Linked DNA regions of Mus musculus: region 1 is linked to region 2. Evidence: chromatin contacts called from public Hi-C data. All regions are on one chromosome and are shown on one strand. The core of a region is the stretch at or near the end of the contact, and the rest is flanking DNA. Distances in the headings are between cores, read along the strand shown. Region 1 has its middle 33 kb from the start of Gm26107. Region 2 overlaps Ppp3ca (protein phosphatase 3, catalytic subunit, alpha isoform).

Region 1 (6,122 bases), core at 2,037-4,536, 170 kb after region 2:
GTGCTCACATAACTGCCTTGGATGAGCTATTGAGTCTTCCTTTGGCTCAACTACCAGGCTGAGCACCTCTGCTGGATTTATGATATTCACCCATTGTTGACTCTCAGTGAAGTCTACTAAAGATAGCCAGGAAAGCTTGATCAATTCTGTGGTGCTTAAATATGTCTCTGATGAAGTTTAGGTTCAGCCATGAAGGTGAGCTTTGAAGTGGGGAGCACTACTGGAGAGCAGCCAACCATCTCAGTGTTAGGTTAGGAGAGTCAGCAGAAGTCAAGAAGGGCCTTTCAATCAAGTTCTTTCAATCGACGTAATGTTATGGTTGCACGGAAAATCTGGAGAGACAAAGCACAAGATGGCAGAATGATGGAGCTTGAAAGATACAAGCAAAATGACATAGACATCAGAGACGAGATTCCAAGGCCACTGCCATTTATATTGGATATCAATTCAGGCTGAGTGTGCTGGCACTTTGGGTCTACTGTCAGATGACTGTCTGACTTGAGCCATATCACAACTTATCTTCTTATCTGAGGGTTTCAGTAAAATGTATATGAAAACACTACCTAGGCAGCTTCCCTGTTTGCATCAGATAAAATGATGCCCAGTACCTGGGAGAGACTAGATGATCAGCAAACCAAGATTATAGGTTTTGCTGTTGCTATTTGGAGTAGTGATAAAGCTAAGAAAATAAAGCCCTATGAACATTGATATAAATCTGCTTTCCCTAAGTCTTAGAAGACTGTTCAAATGGATTTAGTGTAGAGTATTCATTATTTTTTTTTAATGAAAGCCTTGTATTTCAAGCTTATATCATTATCGGTAATGGGACAGTAATCCACTAGAGAATGGAGTTTAGCTAAAACATCATGGCTGAGGATATTTTAATCTTTTAAATTTTAATCATCTCTGTAGATGAGTAGATTGCTTGCCATTTATCATCTCAATGGGCATATTTTGTTTTCTCTGGCATTTTTGAGGGAGTTTTAGGGATATGTACAAATTTAGAAATTATAAAAATAATGAAATGTTCATGGACAGAGGCCCCTGTGAGTGGGTAGCAGTCCCTTGAGAAAGCATGAGGTCTTGTTGTGTAGGAGGAGATGCCACCTTCAAGTTTAATGACTGTTGTCTCAGCCAAAAGCATGACTTGTGGTTCTCACAGGAATGAGCACACCAGTGAGCACTGCCTTCTCTCTCTGCACTTTTGGCAATATGTTTACACTCTTCTGTTCCTTACTCTGATGTCTCTTCTGCCATCACTCTCTTCTGCCCGTGACTGCCTGGTCTGTATTTTTCCTTACTACTTATGACAGCACCAACTTTTCTCCTCCTTTAGCCCCTCTGAGATTCCCTGACATTGTTATATCAGCAAATTTGACATCAACGTAATTGGAATGTAAGATGTACATTTCTGTGGTCATATCTCAAGTGTCACCTGGCAATAGCTCATTCTGAAATACTAAAAAACAAACATGGATGGATGTTTGTATCCTAATTTCACAGAATATTATTTAGAAGCAGATTTAACTGCAGTATCTCAGTGCTTGGTAAATATAGGGTTGTAATGAACGCCACCTTGTCATGCAGTCTCAAGGAGCTGGAGACTGATAGAAGAGAACAGCAAACTGAAATCATGACTTTAGCACAATCTTAAGACATCTGCCTGATGAGTAACACTTTCCTGTAACATGGCCATATGTGGTTCATTTACACAATGGAATACTACTCAGCTATTAAGACGAGGACTTCCTGAGTTTTTCAGGCAAGTGGATGGAACTAGACAATATCATCCTGAGTGAGGTAACTGAGACCCAAAAGGGCATGCATGGTATGTACTCACTAATAAGTGTATATTAACCAAATACATAGATACATAAAAAGTAAATAAATAGTACAGAATACCCAAGATACAGTTCACAGAACTCAAAAAAGGTCAACAAGCTGCAGGGCCCAAGTGAAGGCATCTTGTTCCCACTTGGGAAGGAGAAGAAAGCAATCACAAGTGCAGAGGGAGGGAGGGGCCTGAGAGGGAAAGTGAATTGGGGTGGGGTGGGGAGAGGGGAACCTGATCTAGTATTGAGTGAGTGAAAGGACTGAAGCCCTGAAGGCCAGCAGAAAGAATGGAAACAGGCAGCCTCAGGAGGTAGGAGGTTGAGAGGACCCTTCAGAATGCACCAGAGATCTGTGAGGTGAGAGACTCTCAGGACTCAAAGGAAGGGACCATAGATGAAAAGCCAGACAGTAGGGAGAGAAAACTTATAGAACACACTTACAGAAGGAAGACAGGATATCAAGTGAGGGTTGCCATCCCACAGTCACATCTCTGACCCATAATTGTTCCTGTATGAAAGAACTGCAGGGATGGAAATGGAGAGGAGCCTGAGGAAAAGAAGGTCCAGCAACAGGTCCAAAGTGGGATCTGGCTCCAGAGGAGGCCCCAAGACCTGAAACTATCACTGAAGCTATTGGTGTTCACATAAAGGAACCTAGCATGATCTCCATCCAGAAGACCCAAAAAGCAGCTGAAAGAGTCAAAAGCAGATATTTCCACCCAACCAGTGGACAGAAGCTGCTGACCCCTGTGGTTGAATTAGGGAAAAGCTAAAAGAAGCTGAGGAAGAGGGCTACCCTGTAGGAGCACCAGCAATCTCAATTAATCTTGACCCCCCAAGACCTCTCAAACACTGGATCACCAAACAGGCAGCATACACCAGTTGATATGAGGCCCCCAACACATATAAAGCAGAGGACTGCCAGGTCTGTGTTCAATCAGAGATGATGCACCTAACCCTCAAAAGACTAGAGACCCCAAGGAGTTTAGAGGTCAGGTAGGATGGGGGGGGGGGGGGTGAGAGATGGGGGGGTGAGAGTGGGGACATCCTTTTGGAGGCAGGGGTTGGGTAGGAGGCATAGGTTGTGGAACAGTCAGAGGGTGGATGGGGTGTAGAATAAAATCTGGAGTGTAAATAAATAAATAAATAAAAAGATATACAGAAAAAAAAAAAGAAAAGTAAAATTCTAGGACATTATACCATGTATAGTTTTTTGTTTGATTGCTTGATTTTATTGTTGTTGACATTTTGTTTTCTGACATCTGTTTTCTCTTTGGTTGCTAGAATTCTTTGCACAAGAAAACAGAAATGCTGTGTTTCTTCCCTCTAATCTCTCAGAACCGGCTGAAGGTGATAGGAGAGCTGAAGCTTTGCTCCTTAGCTTCCTGCACTGGTGAAGCATCGCCCTCTCTCTGTTTGCTGTACCAAAGACTTGGCTCCTGTTGCTGAGCAAGCCATATGGTTATCAGGCAGAAAACGTGCAACAGTTTCTCTCCTTTTGCTGTCAGTGAGTTGCAGAGCTTAAGGCTACAATTTTGGGAAAAGATTCAGGAAGTTTTGCAAGCTATAGCAAGCAGACCCTGGGCTCCCTGTGGCTGAGGAGAGAAGATGCTACAGCTCAGGGAGTTTCCTAAGCAGCAAATACTGATATTCTATCACTGGCTCATCCCATGGAGTGGGAGGTCATCTGGACATGCAAATGATTTAAAAATAGACATATTATTATATTAGGTTTGATAATGATGTAATCTATTTCCCATTCAATTCATTCTTGTAGCTTAAATAATATGTGGTAGTGAGGCTGTGAGTAGCCACTGATTAGAGGGTACAGAAGCAGTAATACCCCAGCTAGAGGCTGATGCCTTGCTGGAGCAGAGAACACCCTCAGCTTTGCTTTGAGCTATTAATTAACGAACCAGTCATTAACTGCTGCTAACAATTGATTTAGAAGGAATTATTGCTTAAATAGCAGGAGGTATTTAAAAGGAATGTAAATTAAAACAAAGAACTGCTGGATCCAGAGGAGAAGAAAAATAGAAGTTCTTGAAATATAGAGACTAACTGCAAGGGCTCTGTAATTACTCCATGATAAACAATCATTGCAAAGCGCATCCCTTTATTTTAATGTGCACCCCCCCGCCCCAAATAGTGACAGTACATCTTACAATCAAGGAGACCAATGTCTTCGCTAATTGAGTGATGAAAATGGATGATGCTGTGGGAGGCATGAGTGACATAGTAAGCAGTCATTTTAATTATCAAGATGTTTGAGTGGATCACAGACATTATGGAAATTGAAGCAGCTCCAACTGATACATGTCCAGCACAGCTCCTCAGGGACTGTCTCAGTAGAGGGGTCAGAAGGATAGTGAAAGTCAGAAGACCAGGAACTCTACAGAGAGATTGTGCCACTTAGCTGTGTGACTGAAGCTACCTCCATGAAGTCTCAACATGATGGCTTCCCAAAGAAGACTTGAAGAATTCTAACAAACGTTACAGTGAAATGGGTGAAATCAATCCAGGTCCTACTGCTAGGTGAGGTGCAAGCCACAGGCAATTAATAACTGCTGAGAGAGGGGTAATTAGTTTTCCCCAGAGATGAACATCCTGATTATCCAATACAAAGTGGTCAGTTCTTAGAAACATATGTGCAGAAAACAGTGAATGGACTCAGCAGGTTACATTTATATGTTTATTTGTTTGCATGTAGTAACAATGGTCAAAGAAGAACAGGCCATTAGTTGGGAATAGGCAGGTAGCATTGGATATGGGAAGGATAGAAGGGAGAAGAGGGAGGGGCAAAACCTTGTAACTATATTTTAATAAGAAAAAAATTAAACTATAAGCCTATTAAACCATAGGCCTATTGTCTAAGACCAAAATTGTTAAGCACAGCTGCAATAAATGAACGATTTCAAGGACCTTGGATTGGTTTCTGTTATAAACTGTAGCCTCCTCTCCTGAAGAATACCCTCTTCTTGTTACCTTGACAACAAGATTTGCTGGAGTTACTTGTTTCCATGGAAAGTAGCAATGAGAAAACTAAAGTAACAAAGAAACTAAAGGAAATCTATAGGTTCTCAGTAAAGTATTGACTCTCCTACTAAAACCAGTTTAGGAATTATGGTGTCAATAACTCCCAAAATGCCCCCATCCAAAAAAGTTTACCTGCCTTAAACTTCAAGTCTATTCATTGTCTATTATTCATGTAAAAGAAACCATGTAAGATTTTCTCCCTGCTTGAACTGCTAATGGACCAGACCTTATTAATGATTTTATTTTCTTTTTGCTTTTTGTTTTTTACTTAAGATGTAGGGGGCATCATAAGTCTACAGCTATAATGTACTTGCTTTGTCTAGTCATTAGGTAAGGAAAAGTGGTTTCCTGAAATGTAACAAGCATTAATTGGTGGTCTTCATGATGAACTAACTCTTAAATTGTAAGTAATGATTCTGTTGGAATGCATTTTTCTTTAGATGCATTTTAAAATATGGGACTGGAGACATGGCTCAGTGGTTAAGAACATTTGTTGCTTTGGCAGAGGAGCTGGGTTTGCTTTGAGAGGATCTAACACTATTTTCTGGTCTCCACAGGCATTGTATGCAGACTGTGCATAGACATGTATGCTACAAACACATCCATGTGCATAAAATAAAAATAAATAAATAAATAAATATGGAAAACAAAGTTTGGGGCAATTTTTGTGCTTTGTATACACACACACACACACACACACACCGAGAGAGAGAGAGAGAGAGAGAGAGAGAGAGAGAGAGAGAGAGAGAGAGAGAGAGAGAGAGAGAGAGAACATCTTCCCACATATTAGTAGACACTCAGATTTCCTTCTGTAAATTTGTATGAGCGTATGTGGTGAATCTATGTGTGGAGGCCAGAAGAGGATTTTGGGTATCCTGATTTCTATCAGGCTCTACCTTATTCCCTTCAGACAGGTTTTCCAACTGACCTTGAGTTAGGCTAGCAGCCACAAAGTCCCAGAATCCTTTTTCCTTTACTTTCTCCACCTAAGTTTACAAGGATGGTCTCACAGGCTTTTTCTTTTTCAAACACAGATACTAAAGATTTAAACACAAAACCTCATACTTATACTGCTGATTCTTCTTTTTTTTCAAGTCCAGTGGTTTAATTGAAAAATCTTTCTTTTAACTAAAAAACCCACCCACTTACATAGTTTACACAGACAAATGATGACTCAAAGTTCCCACAAAATAAAGAAGATAGGTGTGTCAGAAAGTATAATCCAATGTCAGTCACGTGGAATGGATAAATGAT
Region 2 (6,313 bases), core at 1,125-3,624:
ATGCATAAGCAGTCCTTGTTGTAGTTGTAAACTTTTCAATTATGAGAGAATACACATTGAAGTCCAGGGGTAAAATATTGATGTTAAACATTTTGAACTTGGGCATAAGTTTAATATTCTGACATTTAATTAAGGGAACATCTCCTAGCTGTAATAACAGAGAAACCCGTAAGCTCTACAGGGAGATGGTAAAGTCTAAGTAGACAGTGGGCTTACTCGACCTCCGAAATTGCCAGTGCAGCACATCCTAAGATGCCTCACTGAGGGACTTCAACCTTGAGACACCCTGTTCCTAAAGGGACTGATAGAATGATTACAATTCCTGCCGTGCCCCCACGTGCAAGACATGCAAGACTTCAGGAACTTTGTTTCTGAAACTGGAATTGCAACAAGGGAAAAAACAAAAAACTTGAACTCAGCTTGCCTGATAAAAGATATCCAGGCCTTATCATTCCCTCTGTGGTTCCCTTCTGCTTCCTCGCCTCCTCCTCCTCCTCTGCCTCCAGGAATTGTTTCCCCCCTAGACAGCCTGATCCATCTCCCTCTAAGTCCAGCCCTCAGCCCCCCAAGCCCCCACCCATTGCATTTCTATCTCTGGAAACCCCACCTTTCACTATTCAGTAACAAAGTATAGCACCAGCATCAACAACCCAGCTCAAAGCTCGTCCGTCCCTCCGTCCCATCCCTCTGGCATTTCAACTACGAATCACCAAGCCAAGCATGGATTCTAAAATGCCATAAGAATCAGAACACAACATAGATTTCCATAGCCCAGTTATCAGTTCAACCCACACAGCAGAAAGCTTCTCAGCATGTTTCCCTCACTGAATAGTGAGCCAGGACTTCAAGCTATCTATTCATCCCCTTAGGTGTATGCAGGCTGTGACCGACATGTCTCACTTATGTGGTGTGTGTGTGTGTGTGTGTGTGTGTGTGTGTGTGTGCGTGCGAGCATGTGTTTTTCCTTTCTCTCTAGTCTTTCTGTCTAGTTGTCTATGCCAAAAGCCAGCACTTAGACAAACATTAGTTCCCCCCCCCCACACCCTCAGTTCCTTTGATCGTCACTGACTTGTTCTTTAGAGTTAAGAAATCCTCAACTCATTTTCTCATTCATTTTGCACCCCCTTTCTTCTCTTCAGCTACTGTTGAGGCTATTGAGGCTGATGAAGGTAAATTGGCCAGTCCCCTTTCTGTTGTGCCTGCAACAGACAAGGGCTCTGCTGGGTGTATTCATTTTTTTTTTTATTTGCTGTAGCTTGTACAGAGTGTGTGGGTGTTGGGCTAACAGTTGTGGCTCAGTATTAACCAAAATGTTCTTGCTTTAAAGGGGAAAATGTCCTTCTATGGTTTGTTTGTTTGTTTATTTTTTTTTCCCTTAAAGCTATGTTTGACTCTTGTATCCAATGAACCTAGTCTCATCACAGACAACTAAAGGATTGTAATTTATATACATCAATTTCTATATATCATGAGTGATGTGGGGTGGGGGTTTTGGCAGCTGCTTTGACAACTGATATGTAAAACAATGTGCTTTGAGCTGAACCACCCCTCCCTCAGATCCAGTAGGACAGAGACGAAAGAATAAAATTAAGTTGACTCTAGTCTTCTCAAGCTTGCAACAACAGACTTTCGTGCCTGGTAATGCTTGGTTACGATTCAACATCACTTATGTCTCTAAAAATATTCCAATGTGAGACAGATGTGTAGAGGTAAACTTTTATCCTTATCAATTTTAACCAATTGATATTCGGAAGAAAGTTAGCATTCAAAAAAATATTTTATTAGGAGCTCCAAGAGTATCTGTGGCTGTGGAAGTAGCCAATCACAATCAAGCAGACATTTAATTAATCATTTCACCTGTCTGCGCTATTGCTAGGTCTCTTGCTAGGAGCTTCAAGGGATATCAAGAATTCTTCGTCGCCAACTGCCTACTAGCACCTCGAAAGAGCAGTACCGCGGACCCATTAGTAGCTAATTTTTAATTGAATGCTGTTTTACTTCTTGGTTACCTGAGAGCTACACATGAAAATAGTTTTAATATTATTCATATCACACCCTCTGGAATTTTTTTTGAAAGAATAACTTGAAGTTCCCCTTTAAAACAAAATTCTTCAGTTGTATTTTGTTCTTGCAAAATAACTTTACTTTTTTTGTTTTTTGGTTTTTTTTACAAAATTGTGTGCATATACGGTCCTTTGGTATGATGTAAAAAGTGTACTTTAGCTTTACAATTTGCTCATGATTTGGATATGGTAGGGGAAATGACAGTGATGTAAGAGAAAAATACAACTGTTTCCTAAATAGCAGTGAGCAAACTGCTATTTATGTGGGAATTCTCTATTCCTCTTGGCAACATCTAATCTGCAGTGTGCATTCCTGTTGAGAGTTTGGCTGTTTTCTGTGACCCTGTGGCTCTGTGTTGTGCTAAGTATACTCCCAATGTAAATTGCTAACACCATTGTCTGACCAGCAACTAGAGCAGAGTGCTTCCTTCCTTACAGGGGTAGACAGATGTGATCAGAAATGGAGCCCCAGCCCCAACTAGCCTCTGTCCTACAAGGTTTTGCATTCCTGTGCTCTGACCTCATTGGCTTCAAAACCTCGAGCTTCTACTTTTTTTTTTCCTTTAAATGAATCAAAGTTTCATAATTGACCACGACAGACTTTTGATTATGAGATGATATTATTTAGAAAAAGAGGAAGGTGTCTGTTAATTCTTGCCCCCATAAAATGATTGAGTTAATTCTCTGGGTGGGTGCTCATTAGACAGCTATAGTCCTTTTTCCAGCTTATTCTCGAATTACCGAATTATGAAGCTTTGCTTTGGGCCTTGGTCTTTCCCCATCTCCCTGTGTTCTTCCTCTCACACTTGACTAATCACCATTATGCTAACCTTAAAATGCAGAGGGGGAACAATCTGTTTTTCTTTATAATGAGTTTTAAACAACTGTGTGAATCTTCTTGGGTTGTCATGAAGGGCTGCACATTTGTGTATGAGCGGCTGACAAAGTGTCGGCTTTAAACTGCTTTACTCTCCACCACCACCACCGCAAAAAGTGGCAAGGAGACACGTAACTTGAAATTGTCCTTAATAAGTTGTGGAGAGGCAGCCCAACTCAGCACTGTTGATTGGCCTCCTGTAGGTGCACCTGGCTCGCACTTTACAGGGAATACAAGCAAACTGATGCCATTGGTTCCCCTTCTGCGTGGTTTATTTTCAGCTCACTGTTGGTGCACCCACTGAGGAAGGGTTTTGTTTTGTTTTGTTTTTTTTCTTTTCACAAATACTTTTTTGTTATCTCTAGAGGAAAACAAAAGAGAAGTCAAGGTTTTAGTTAAAAGTAACAAAACCAATTGGTTCTTCTTCAGCCGCCACCCAATGTGGCTCTACTGAGAGTGAGTTTTCCTTGGTGTAGGCGCTAATGGCTATCAGATGAACATCAGTTTGACCTGTTCACTGCTAAAGGGCAGAAAGTGCTTCTCTACGTAGTCTTTATTTTCCAATTTCTCTTATCTCCTCGCCCACTATACATCTTCCTGTTAAGTGGGAAAACAGCTTATAATCCCCCCACACACACACACAACAAACACACAATGTTGAAATCTTATCAGCCTGGGGGATGGCAAAGAAATGTCCCTGTCAATTCCTTTTCTAGTTCCTTAGACCTTCTGTTCTAAGCCATGGTGAGAGTTAGGAGTAGAGAGGCCTTCCTCTGAATTTGTCATTACTAGCATAGTGGTAGAGTAAGAATGGGGTGAAGTGTAGTCTATTTAGGTCAGGGTTAATGGGCCATCAAGCCAGTGATGTGGCCAGTATTGCTGGATGCAGAAGCCTGCCCCCGGGACAGTTTTTTCCTTTACTTACCCACTGTGGATTTCTGTGATCTAAACTTTGATGAAGACAAGAGAAATGCTTACATCTTAAACTCTTCAAGAGGACATTTTGGTTGGCAAGAGACATTGGCTGTTTCCAAACCCTTGGTTCCCTCCGGTATGGTAAGGAATCTGTTGTGTTGTCTTCAGGTCCTGTCACGTTGTTCTCCACTAAAGGATTCCCACCCACTCTGAAGTCTCTAACCTCACTTGATGAAGCCGCGGTGCCCTTTGGTACGCTCCACCTAATGCTTTCTCTCTTTTCTTAATGATTTTCTATTTAGCCATCAAAGGATTTTCACCACAACATAAGATCACTAGCTTCGAGGAGGCCAAGGGCTTAGACCGAATTAACGAGAGGATGCCACCTCGCAGAGACGCCATGCCCTCTGACGCCAACCTTAACTCCATCAACAAGGCTCTCGCCTCAGAGACTAACGGCACGGACAGCAATGGCAGTAATAGCAGCAATATCCAGTGACCACTTCCTGTTCACTTTTTTTTTTTTTGAGCTGCAGGGCATGATGGGATTGCTGCATCTCAGCAGTTGGATGTTCTTGCCTCTGAAGGTAGCTTGTTTGCTCTGGGGGCCAGGAATTGGATTCAGTTTACACTATCATGAAAAATAAAAATAAAAAAAGAGGGAGAGAGATAATAAACTATATTTTGGTGAGGGTGGTGATTAAACACCTCTTTTGGGTATGCCTTTAAAAAATGCTTCTAGGGAAAAAAAGTTTTAAAAAGAAAGCTAATGCTAGTCTATACTGCAATGTTAGGGGAATGAACGCGTTTTCCTACTGCACTGGGGACTTTTAGATAGGTTAATGAAAGGCCTTTTATTCTGTTACTGGACACGAAAACTTTGTCTAATTTCTTATACTCTATTGTACGTTTACAGTCGCAGCACTAAAATGGAAGACATCAAACATTTTTAACAGAAAAAAAAAAAGATGTAAAAACTAACTAAGGACTATTTATTGATAATGTTTTGCTACTCCTGTCAGACAATGGCTATAAACTGAATTAGGCAGTCTTAAAAAAAAAAAAAAGAAAAAAAGAAAAAAGAAAAAAAGAAAAGAAAAAGAAAAAAAAAACCTGGAAAAAAAAGAATGTTGCAAATTTGTTAAAATGCCAAAAAATAAAAAATAAAAAAAAATACGACAGTTTAATTTTGTATAGATCATGCTTACCTCAGGTTTCTTTAGTTTGCTTGAATGCCCTTCTTTCCATAGAACATTATTAATTTGGCAGTGAATACATTTTCTTTAAGTTTTAAAAAAACTGGAATAATTATACCCATCTTTTTTGCTGTTTATATTTAGGGGTTTTGTTGATAAATCAAGTCTTGGTTGTGGCTTGCTGAATTCAATATTTATGAGTGGTGCATTTTTAAGTATAGTGAACACGACACCATAGTGCAGTGATGAAGCCTCTATATTCTGTAAAAAACAAAAACAAACAAAAAAATTCTGCCTATGCATGTTTTTTAAGGAAAAAAAAATAAAATAAAATGGCTGTACCGGCCTGTATGGACTGTAACGCGCTTCGTGGCCTGACATTTACTGGAAATGTATGTATACTGGCGTGTGCTTTATATTCTCGAAAATGCTTAATGCCTTTGAAATTTTGTAATCAAAACAAAAGCTTTGAAAAAATCTAAAGGGGAGAGTATTCTTAAAAGTTTTTAACATAAGCTTGTCAGTGCACACATAGATGGTTGGCATGTTTAGCAAACTTTGTGAAATTTAAATAAGTTTGTAGTTACATGTGTAACTCTAAATGCATGGTAACCGTTAATGTCATACCAGTTTAGTTATGTCGTTCTGTTCTGTCATGTGCCACAAAATACGTACTTTTTTCACTTTTTTTCCCTTTGTATATTAGTTACGGGTTACTACTGGTTCATTCTGAAAACAACAACCAACCACAAAAGTCCATTCATATTTTTTAACAATTGTCTAAGTGCCCAGGTCATTCACTACAGCCTCAAGCCTTGCCTTTGTAATTTGACTTCGGAAATGTTGACGATCAAAGCATGCACCTGTACCAATGACAAAGAAAAAGCATTTTATATTACTACTCAATAAAATGTGCATGAACTTAAAGAATGCGCATCCTTTCACTGAGTCTGCTCAAGGGGATGTTGTGCACAGCCACCATGGTGTCCTCTGGGTGCTGGCCCTCCACCACCCTGCACACTTAGGGTAGGCTGCTTCCCAAGGGCCTCATGATCCAAGGAGTGGTACCCACTTCTGCTGTAAAAGTCGTGGTGGGTTTGTGTCTCAAAAAAATCAGGCAAGAGAAGTCTACTTACAGAGCAAATGCCATCTTCTGGCTCCCTTACATGAAGGACTGATTTAAGAAACCAGACCATTCCTTTACTTTGAAAACAATAGTCTTCAATTGGTTGTCAGGTTGTTTTGGTTGTATGGGACACCTC

Evidence for each region. A called contact is a pair of places that touch in the nucleus more often than the background predicts.
Region 1: a contact with region 2 is called in a Hi-C map of cerebellar granule neurons, with 2.4 times the contacts expected there. The contact joins two enhancer-like sites. A contact is called at or near these places in 6 of 39 promoter capture datasets (the 3T3-L1 cell line, cranial neural crest, embryonic stem cells and 3 more) and 3 of 484 Hi-C or Micro-C datasets (cerebellar granule neurons, cerebral cortex and cortical neurons).

The regions. Positions count from the first base shown.
Region 1 is chr3:137,097,500-137,103,621 of GRCm38.p6, forward strand. No RefSeq gene overlaps it. Among named protein-coding and RNA genes, the nearest start is that of Gm26107, 33 kb to the left of the region's middle. Within about 2 kb of position 3,287, at least 17 of the 459 cell types and tissues checked have an H3K27ac peak or open chromatin away from gene starts, as enhancers often do. A contact at or near this core is called in cerebellar granule neurons, where this site is marked.
Region 2 is chr3:136,930,872-136,937,184 of GRCm38.p6, forward strand. Ppp3ca (protein phosphatase 3, catalytic subunit, alpha isoform) reads left to right here. Exons shown (of 14, transcript NM_008913.5): 13 at 1,140-1,169; 14 at 4,158-6,313. The coding sequence ends at 4,354. Among named protein-coding and RNA genes, the nearest start is that of 1700006H20Rik, 21 kb to the right of the region's middle. Within about 2 kb of position 2,375, at least 6 of the 459 cell types and tissues checked have an H3K27ac peak or open chromatin away from gene starts, as enhancers often do. A contact at or near this core is called in cerebellar granule neurons, where this site is marked.